Linked DNA regions of Sus scrofa: region 2 is linked to region 1. Evidence: chromatin contacts called from public HiChIP or PLAC-seq data. All regions are on one chromosome and are shown on one strand. Each heading gives the region's core, a stretch centred on a gene start, on an enhancer-like site or on the middle of the called end of the contact. The rest is flanking DNA. Distances are from core to core; before and after follow the strand shown.

The links. HiChIP or PLAC-seq counts read pairs in DNA pulled down with a chosen protein or histone mark.
Region 2: a contact with region 1 is called in an H3K27ac HiChIP or PLAC-seq map of alveolar macrophages. The contact joins the promoter of CAB39L here to the promoter of KPNA3 in region 1. A contact is called at or near these places in 2 of 5 promoter capture datasets (fetal liver and liver) and 1 of 2 datasets of contacts at active chromatin or transcription factors (alveolar macrophages).

Annotation. Positions count from the first base shown.
Region 1 is chr11:17,946,088-17,949,790 of Sscrofa11.1, forward strand. KPNA3 (karyopherin alpha 3 (importin alpha 4)) reads left to right here and starts at 2,123. Exons shown (of 17, transcript NM_001190230.1): 1 at 2,123-2,221. The coding sequence starts at 2,153.
Region 2 is chr11:18,296,033-18,299,735 of Sscrofa11.1, forward strand. CAB39L (calcium-binding protein 39-like) reads left to right here and starts at 1,637. Exons shown (of 11, transcript XM_003130971.6): 1 at 1,637-1,917. SETDB2 (histone-lysine N-methyltransferase SETDB2) reads right to left here and starts at 2,202. Exons shown (of 14, transcript XM_013980508.2): 1 at 2,069-2,202.

The DNA.
Region 1 (3,703 bases), core at 873-3,372:
ACTAGCCTGGGAACCTCCATGTGCCGTGGGAAGCGGCCCTAGAAAAGGCAAAAAGACGAAAAAAAAAAGAAAAAAGAAAAAAGAAAATGACTGACGTGATTGATGACAAGTAGGGTGACGAGAAGAGATAGAAGCGGGTAAAGTAACCTGAAAACAGAAAGTCTTGCTAGGTTGTAATAGAGACTGAGTAACAGTTTGGAAGTTTCTCTTTAGTCAAGCAGGAGGAATGGCAAACATGCAGCTTCTATTGCCTAAAGAACTAGAGTTACAGTAATGTATTTATTCATTCTAAGCTTTGGGTGTTTTCCTCCCCATCAAATGAGTGATTCAACTAGGATCACATAATGTGAAGGCCTTTTTAAGTGACTGATTCCCTAAAGTGCATTAAAAAATGATAAATTGAGGAGTTCCCTGGTGGCTCAACAGGTTAAAGATCTGGCCATTGTCACTGCTGTGCTGCTGTGATGCAGGTTTGATCCCTGGCCCGGGAACTTCTGCATGCTGTGGTACAGCCAAAACAAAACAAACCCCACCAAACATGAATCAATATTTAAAAAGTAAAGAAAAGAGAACCCAGCATTTTGATTTCCCTTGAAAATGTGGACCTTTGGCAGGCCTGACAATCCAGTATGGCAAGAATTATCTGAAGCTTGTAAGTGAGCCTGTTTATTGACAGGCCACCACCCAGCACTCACAAAAATGTCCTGGACATAGCCTGGACCTTGAGCTTTCTAACTCCCCTTTGCTTTGAAGGAATATCTTCTTTAACCTCTTTATGGTTATATTCCTTCCCAACCTTTGAATGACTTCAGTCATTTGAATTGTACTATAACATTGCATACCTCCTTATAGCTGCCATAGATTCTGAAACTACATTATTTCATCTACATTCAAAGAAGCTCACTTGCCCAAAAAGCAACTATTAGTGTTATATATCCACATTTCTCCTGATCATTCTTACGATGACCCTAAAGGAAGATGCTAGACTGGAAGAGTCTGCAGACCAAGGCTTGACTACTTCCTGAGGGCCGAGAAGATTATGTGCAGAGGTGGAACAGAAATATCGAGAGTACAGAAATGCAGGACCTGCCAGAGTGAAGGTTGCAGAACCGAGCTTGGGAGAATGATGAAGACAGATGCCGGAGCACTAATCTATTCAAGCATTTATTGAGTATTCATGACATGCCAGGCACTGTATTAACGGAGGGATTCAGCAGTATACCTAACGTCCCTACCTAACTGAGCTAATTCCGATACGGTAAACCAGATCGACACACACACATATCACATACATACATATATACATGTCAGGTGGAAATAAATGCTAATTATAAAACTAAAGCAGAGCAAAGGAACAGCGAATGAGGGTGGCTGCTATTTCAGGAGACCCCCGTGCCACCCTCCCCCCCCCCCGCCCCCGCAAAGAAGCAAGAGAGCAAAGCACCAGCCGTGCATCGGTTTCTAATTTTCTAGGCTACACGGAGCTAGGTGCACCTCCCAGGAAGCTCCGCCCCCTCCCTCCCAATAGGACGCAAGGTGCCGTCTCCGAGGAAGCTCCTCCCACTCCCCGCCCAGAGGCGGCCTTGGGGGCGGAGCCTCGCGCCCGGGCTCCCTGAGCGCGCCGCGCATAAAGACGCGCGCTTAGGGTTCCCGGCATTCTTCTGATTCTGTCAAAGCCGGGAGAGTTACCCTCGCTAGGGAATGGCATGCTGGGAACTGTAGTTTCCTCCCGCAACCCCGCGTCCCGGGGGCAGTAAAAGCTGCTAAGTTCGGCTCCATTGCTGGCACCATACTTGAAGCCCGGCGGGGTTGTGGGGAGGATTTGCGGAGGGGCTGGGGCCGGGGTCATCCCGAGTACCACGTGGAACTTATCCAGCCCGGCGAGCGTCCAGGCCGGAGCCCGCCCCGGACACGTGACCCCGGCCTCCACAAGAGCGCGCCGTTCCAGAGCACGGTTCCCGCCCCGCCCGTCTGTCGGCCTGCGCCTCCCCCGGCGCTGCTGCCACCTCGCGCTCGGAGGCGTCACGGAACGTGCCCGCCTTTCCCCCTCCTCCTCCCTTTCCCTCCCGCTCTCCCCCTCCTCCCCCTCCCGCGCCGAGACTCGCCGCCGCCGCAGCCGCAGGAGTAGCCGCCGCCGGAGCCGCGCGCAGCCATGGCCGAGAACCCCGGCTTGGAGAACCACCGCATCAAGAGCTTTAAGAATAAGGGCCGAGATGTGGAAGTGAGTGTGCTTTCGCTGCTGGGGCCCTCCAGGCTCGCCCGCCTGGCCGCGCCGGCCCCGAGGCGGCGGGGAGGGGCGGGGGGCCGGCGCCGGGCTGGTTTTCGCCGGCTCGCGGTGGGTCGGAGTTAGCTACCGTCTCCCGTCACCGCGGCCAGGGGCTGGGCGGAGCGGGCGGCGGGACGCGGGCCGGGCTGCAGCCGCCTCTCGAAGCTGCCGGCGCGGAGTCCGGGAAACGCCGGGGTTTTCGGCCCCGTCACGCGGGCGCGGCCTGCTGTCGGCGAGGAAGAGATGTGGAGCTGAGGCGGGGTCCGCGGGCTGGGGCCTCGCGGGCTGGGGGGATGCTGCCGCCCGGGTCCATCGACCGCCCCGCCGAGGGGGCGGCCACGGCTCGCGCCCGCTGCCCGTGCAGCCTCCTGCCCGGCGCGGCCCCCTCAGTGCCTCCCGCGCTGCTGCACATGGAGCCTCGGCTCTGCCGGTCCCCGCGCCTACCTTCTGTGAGCCGGGCCCAGGCGGGCGGTGGCGGCCCGCAGAGGGGGGTGGGGACCAGCCGGGTAACTGACTTGTTTGAGGGTGGTGAATGGGGGAGGGTAGGATGCGCTAGGACCATTTTCTTATATTCCAGTGCGGTTCTTTGGACCAGTCGCGCTTTGCTTTTCCAGCTCATACTCCTGTTACTGCTGGCATTTGGAGCAAGCTGAAGGTGGACAATAGTTTACCGTCTATTGTGTTGAGGCTTTGGAAGAGACGTTGTTCCGACCTCCGCTCACAGGACCTCTTTTCTTAGCCTTTTCTTGTAGTGAGGGTGTGCATAGGGTAATCATGTCTTTGAAACGTTTTACTGAAATAAATTGGATACATAGGTTCATACGGCCTTGCGCTAAGCTGGTAGAATTTCCAAGTGGTTGCAAAACTGTAAACATTGATCGTGTTCACTCAGTTCGTTGCTACTCAGCATGTTGCCATTGTCTCATTAAGGTGACATTAGCAGGTACTGTTTGCAAACTCGGCTTGTCCAGGCAGCGCTAGAGGTCTCTCTGCAGCTTCTAAAAGCAGTGTAGTTAGTGTAATGCACAAACTTCACTGGGACTCTGACCTCTGGATTGTTGGGGGAAAGTGGTTTCAGGTCCACAGCCTTCTTTTCTTTTACTAGGTGACATGATTTGCAGTTTTCTCATTCTTGCTAAGCGGCCAGTGTGACGAAGAAGTGCGCATTTTATCCTGTCTTAAAGAGAGAAGGTGGTGGGGAAAATATACCGTTCAGTGTTCTGTTTTGTAGAAGAACAGACAAAACTGAGGCCGTTTTTCGGAGCCACAAAATTAAATAGTAATTGGAGAAAAACGTAGGGAAATGCCTTGGAATTTTCATATTATTGAGACAGATAAAAGTCATCTTTTTTCTGTCCTGGTCATTGTTCAATTTTACAGTGAGAAATACTTGTAAGCAAAAGTGCAACTTAAGAATAGCAGTAAGAAATTTGGAAC
Region 2 (3,703 bases), core at 387-2,886, 350 kb after region 1:
CTGTAAATAATGTAGTGAGCTATGAAGTAATAACACGTTTACACTGCAAAAACAGTCAGGTGAATAGTTACAAAATTATATAGTATGATACTATTCCCATTTTAAATAATTACATATATGAATATATACACCTATAAAGATTATGTAAGTGTAAAAAAGCATTGAAAACGCTGCACCAAAGTCTGGAGTGTAGTTTTGGGGGAGAAGGAATTCAGGGATTGTGGATTATGCTTTTTATCTGTAAGGTTCTAATTTCATAAAAGGAGGATGCAAAAACATTTAGCATAGCATTAAGCACACTCAGTAATAGCTTCTTTTTAAAGAAAGTTCTTGCCAGTGTTGTTCATAACTTCTGAAAATTTAAAAGTAACGGAACTTACAAAATTAAAACATGCTTGCTGAAGAAAATTTGCAAAATATAGCACAGAGAAGAAAACTTAAATCACCCATAATCTCATCATCCAGAGACAACCAGTGTTATTTTAGAGTATAACACGATTTTTAAGTTCGTTCATATTTTCCCCTTCTTACTTTTTCACTCTGATGGAAAAATAGTCAGTTTCGTTTAAGTGGTTGGTTCTTTTTCGTTTTTAAAAATAGGCTCTTATGAAACTGTGGCTATTTCCTCTCTACCCCTTGTGTTTTAATTGTGATAATAGTAATGAACATTTATTGAGTATAAACCATGTGTCAGGCAGGCTTCAAAATACTTCACACGTTCTTATCACTCTGCCTAACAGTCATGTGGGACAAATTAGCAATCCTGTCACGAGGAAGCTAAAGCATGTCACACCGTAAGTGGCAGGGAAAAACTGAACAACCAGGCAGCCTGGTTTCTGAGCCTGTTTTTTGATTATTCCAGTCCACTGCCTCATTCATTAATACATACAGAACTCACTGAAGGTTTCCATCTGACGAAGAGCAAAATTACATGTTTCATATTTTATTTAATGATCTAATGGGGATGATTACGTATTGGGTTGTGGTTAATGAGAATCAGGAGCTCTTAGGATGTGATCTCTACTCCATGATCTTGAATAAACGATTTTACTTCCTGAGGGTTTGTGAGTCTTACCTGTGAAATGGGTCAGTGGCTAAACCGTCAAGTTCGGCTTCTGGATTTTGGACTCCAATCCCCTTCCCGCAGCCCCTTTTACAGCCTCGGGTTCCCAGTTGCTTAGGAATCACCTCTCATGAAGGTGTGCACCGGGTGACAAGAGACTGAAATGGGTTGAGAACTCCGCGCACCCTCGGTCCCTTCTCCAGCCCGGGAATGCACGTGAGTGAAAGGAGAAAGGAGGTCGCAAGGGCTGGGATCCACGCGACCGAGAGCTCCACCGCGTTCCTGGGTGCTGGGCCGAAAGAAGCTGTCGGGAGGGCCACTCACGGCCTCACCTGGGTTACACTGGCTCGATTGCGCTTTCCACGCCGCCTGCCAGACCTGAGGACTGCGCTCCGCCCGCACGGTTGGCGAGGCTGGGTTCTCCCGCGGGTAGGGCTCCTCTCTCACTCCACGCCCCCGAGACCCCACGGCGCCGGGTGCCCCCTGGCCGGGAAGTACTTCACCATCGACTAACCTCACCTCAGCAACCACAGTTCCACCTCGCCTTAGCCAGGGAGGAAGGACCGCCCAGTTTCCACCGTCCAGGCCTACCTAAAGCAAACCTAAATGGGAGGAGTCGGACACTGACGGCTCCTACCTCCTGGCCTGGAGCCCATTGGTTGCCCACCCCACCGGGTCCACGCCTCAGGGGTTCCGCGCGTGAACGGTAGGCACCGCGGCGGCGCTTGAGCGCGCAGCCTCCGGATTGGCTGTCAGAGCTCGCGGGTTGTCTCGCGCTCTCTGGCTGGACCAATGCGGATACCCTCGGTCCAGAGGCTGGCATCGCTGGAGTAGTGGCGCTGCTGTTTCCTCCGGTAGGTCTTTGGCTGCCATCTTGTGTGTGGCTGAACAGGGCTTCTTGGCGGCTGCAAGCCGATTTAGCGGTTCAAGATATAGAGGTGTCCTGAGGGAGCCGTGGAGGAGAGGAGGGGCCCGAGGGAACAGACCTGGTGCCTTCTTACCTACCTGCAAGGGAAAGGTTTTCCTGGTCTGAGTCTCAGCCCTGGCTAGGAAGAGCGACGAATGGTGGTGGTGATGAGGAACGCAGGCTTTGATATGTTATTGTGGGGGCTTGACGGGGATTCTGGTGCCTGAAGAATGATCCCTTGGGTTCCAGAGAGCTATTCCAATTATCTTTGTCTTGAAAACCCCCTCACTGACAGAGAAGGTTGACTGATGGACTGCCTGATTCAAAAAGGCTGGTAATGAAAAGGGAGAGAGGGAGGCGCCCCACGATTATCCTCAGATTCGAAAGAGACGTCTTCATTTTCTATGGTTTTCGAGGAGGGACTAATAAAGTGTTTGCTCTACTCAGCTGACCTCTGACTAAGGCCATCTTCCGGTTGTAGTGAGCGTCAGGTGCTGCATTTGGACAGTTGTATTCATTAGTGTACAGCCAGCATTCCTGCAGTGGTTTTGTTGTTGTTGTTGTTGTGTTTTTTGGTTTTTGGGTTTTTTTAAGCTAAAAAGTGGTAGTCTTTGCAGAAACAGTGGAAGTGAAGGAGAATTTTGTCAATTCTTGGTTTTCCTGGTTACAATCTGGTTGATGATTTAGCAGTCTGGGCTTACCTTGGCATGCTTGGTTGCTTCGTCGTGGGTTGGGAGAGGTTTTTGCAAGAGAAACATCCTAACTTCTGAACTCTTTGGGGACGACAGGAAGGAGACAGGAATTACCCCCTTTTCCTCATTATTTTTAAAAATCGAAGTAGAAAGCACGCAGGGTCATTTTTTGACGGGGAAATTTATTGTTTCCCAAAACCTGGCTAAAAGGCTAATATTTTGTGATTAGCTGTAGCAGTTTTGACACTCATGAGACAAAAGCGAAGATACTGCCTTGAGTTTCGTTTTCATTTATCCAAGGCTAACTAGTAATCCACCAAGTCAATAGTACCATGTATTTTGTGCAGGAATACCAAAGAAAACAGTAAAATAATTGAATAGTTGAAAATTAATTTTCTATTTAAAGGTTACTTTTTATCCTTGAGTCTTAAAAAACTTAAGTCACAAGAGTAAGTATCAGTAATTTAGTGTTGAGCTGATGGCTGAGGTACTACGTATATGTGGGATTTTGGTGTCTGGGGGAAGTTTTGGAACCAACCCTGGGCAGATTTCCAGGGAGGATTGTATAGGCTATCAGAGTAAGAGATTTGTGCTAACAAACACCAATAACAAAGTAGCCACTCATAAATGTATGCAAAAACTTTTGGATAGTTTTCACCTATAATAGTGCCTGGTATATATCTAAAAGTGTAATTGTTCAATGAATAAATTTTAAAAATACAGTAATTGGGAGGTATGGGTAACATTTTTTTTTTTTTTTTTTTTTTTTTATGGCCGCACCCGAAGCATATGGAGGTTCCCAGGCTGGGGTTGAATCGTCCTGTAGCCGCGGGCCTACACCACAGCCAGAGCAATGCAGGATCTGAGCAGTGTCTGCAACCTACACCACAGCTCAGGGCAATTCGGTATCCTTAACCCCCTGAGTGAGGCCAGGAATCAAACCTATGTCCTCACGGATGCTAGTCGGATGTATTTCATCTGAGCCACAACGGAACTCTGATATACATTTCTTTAGCATAACTGAAAAATAATTTTTTAATC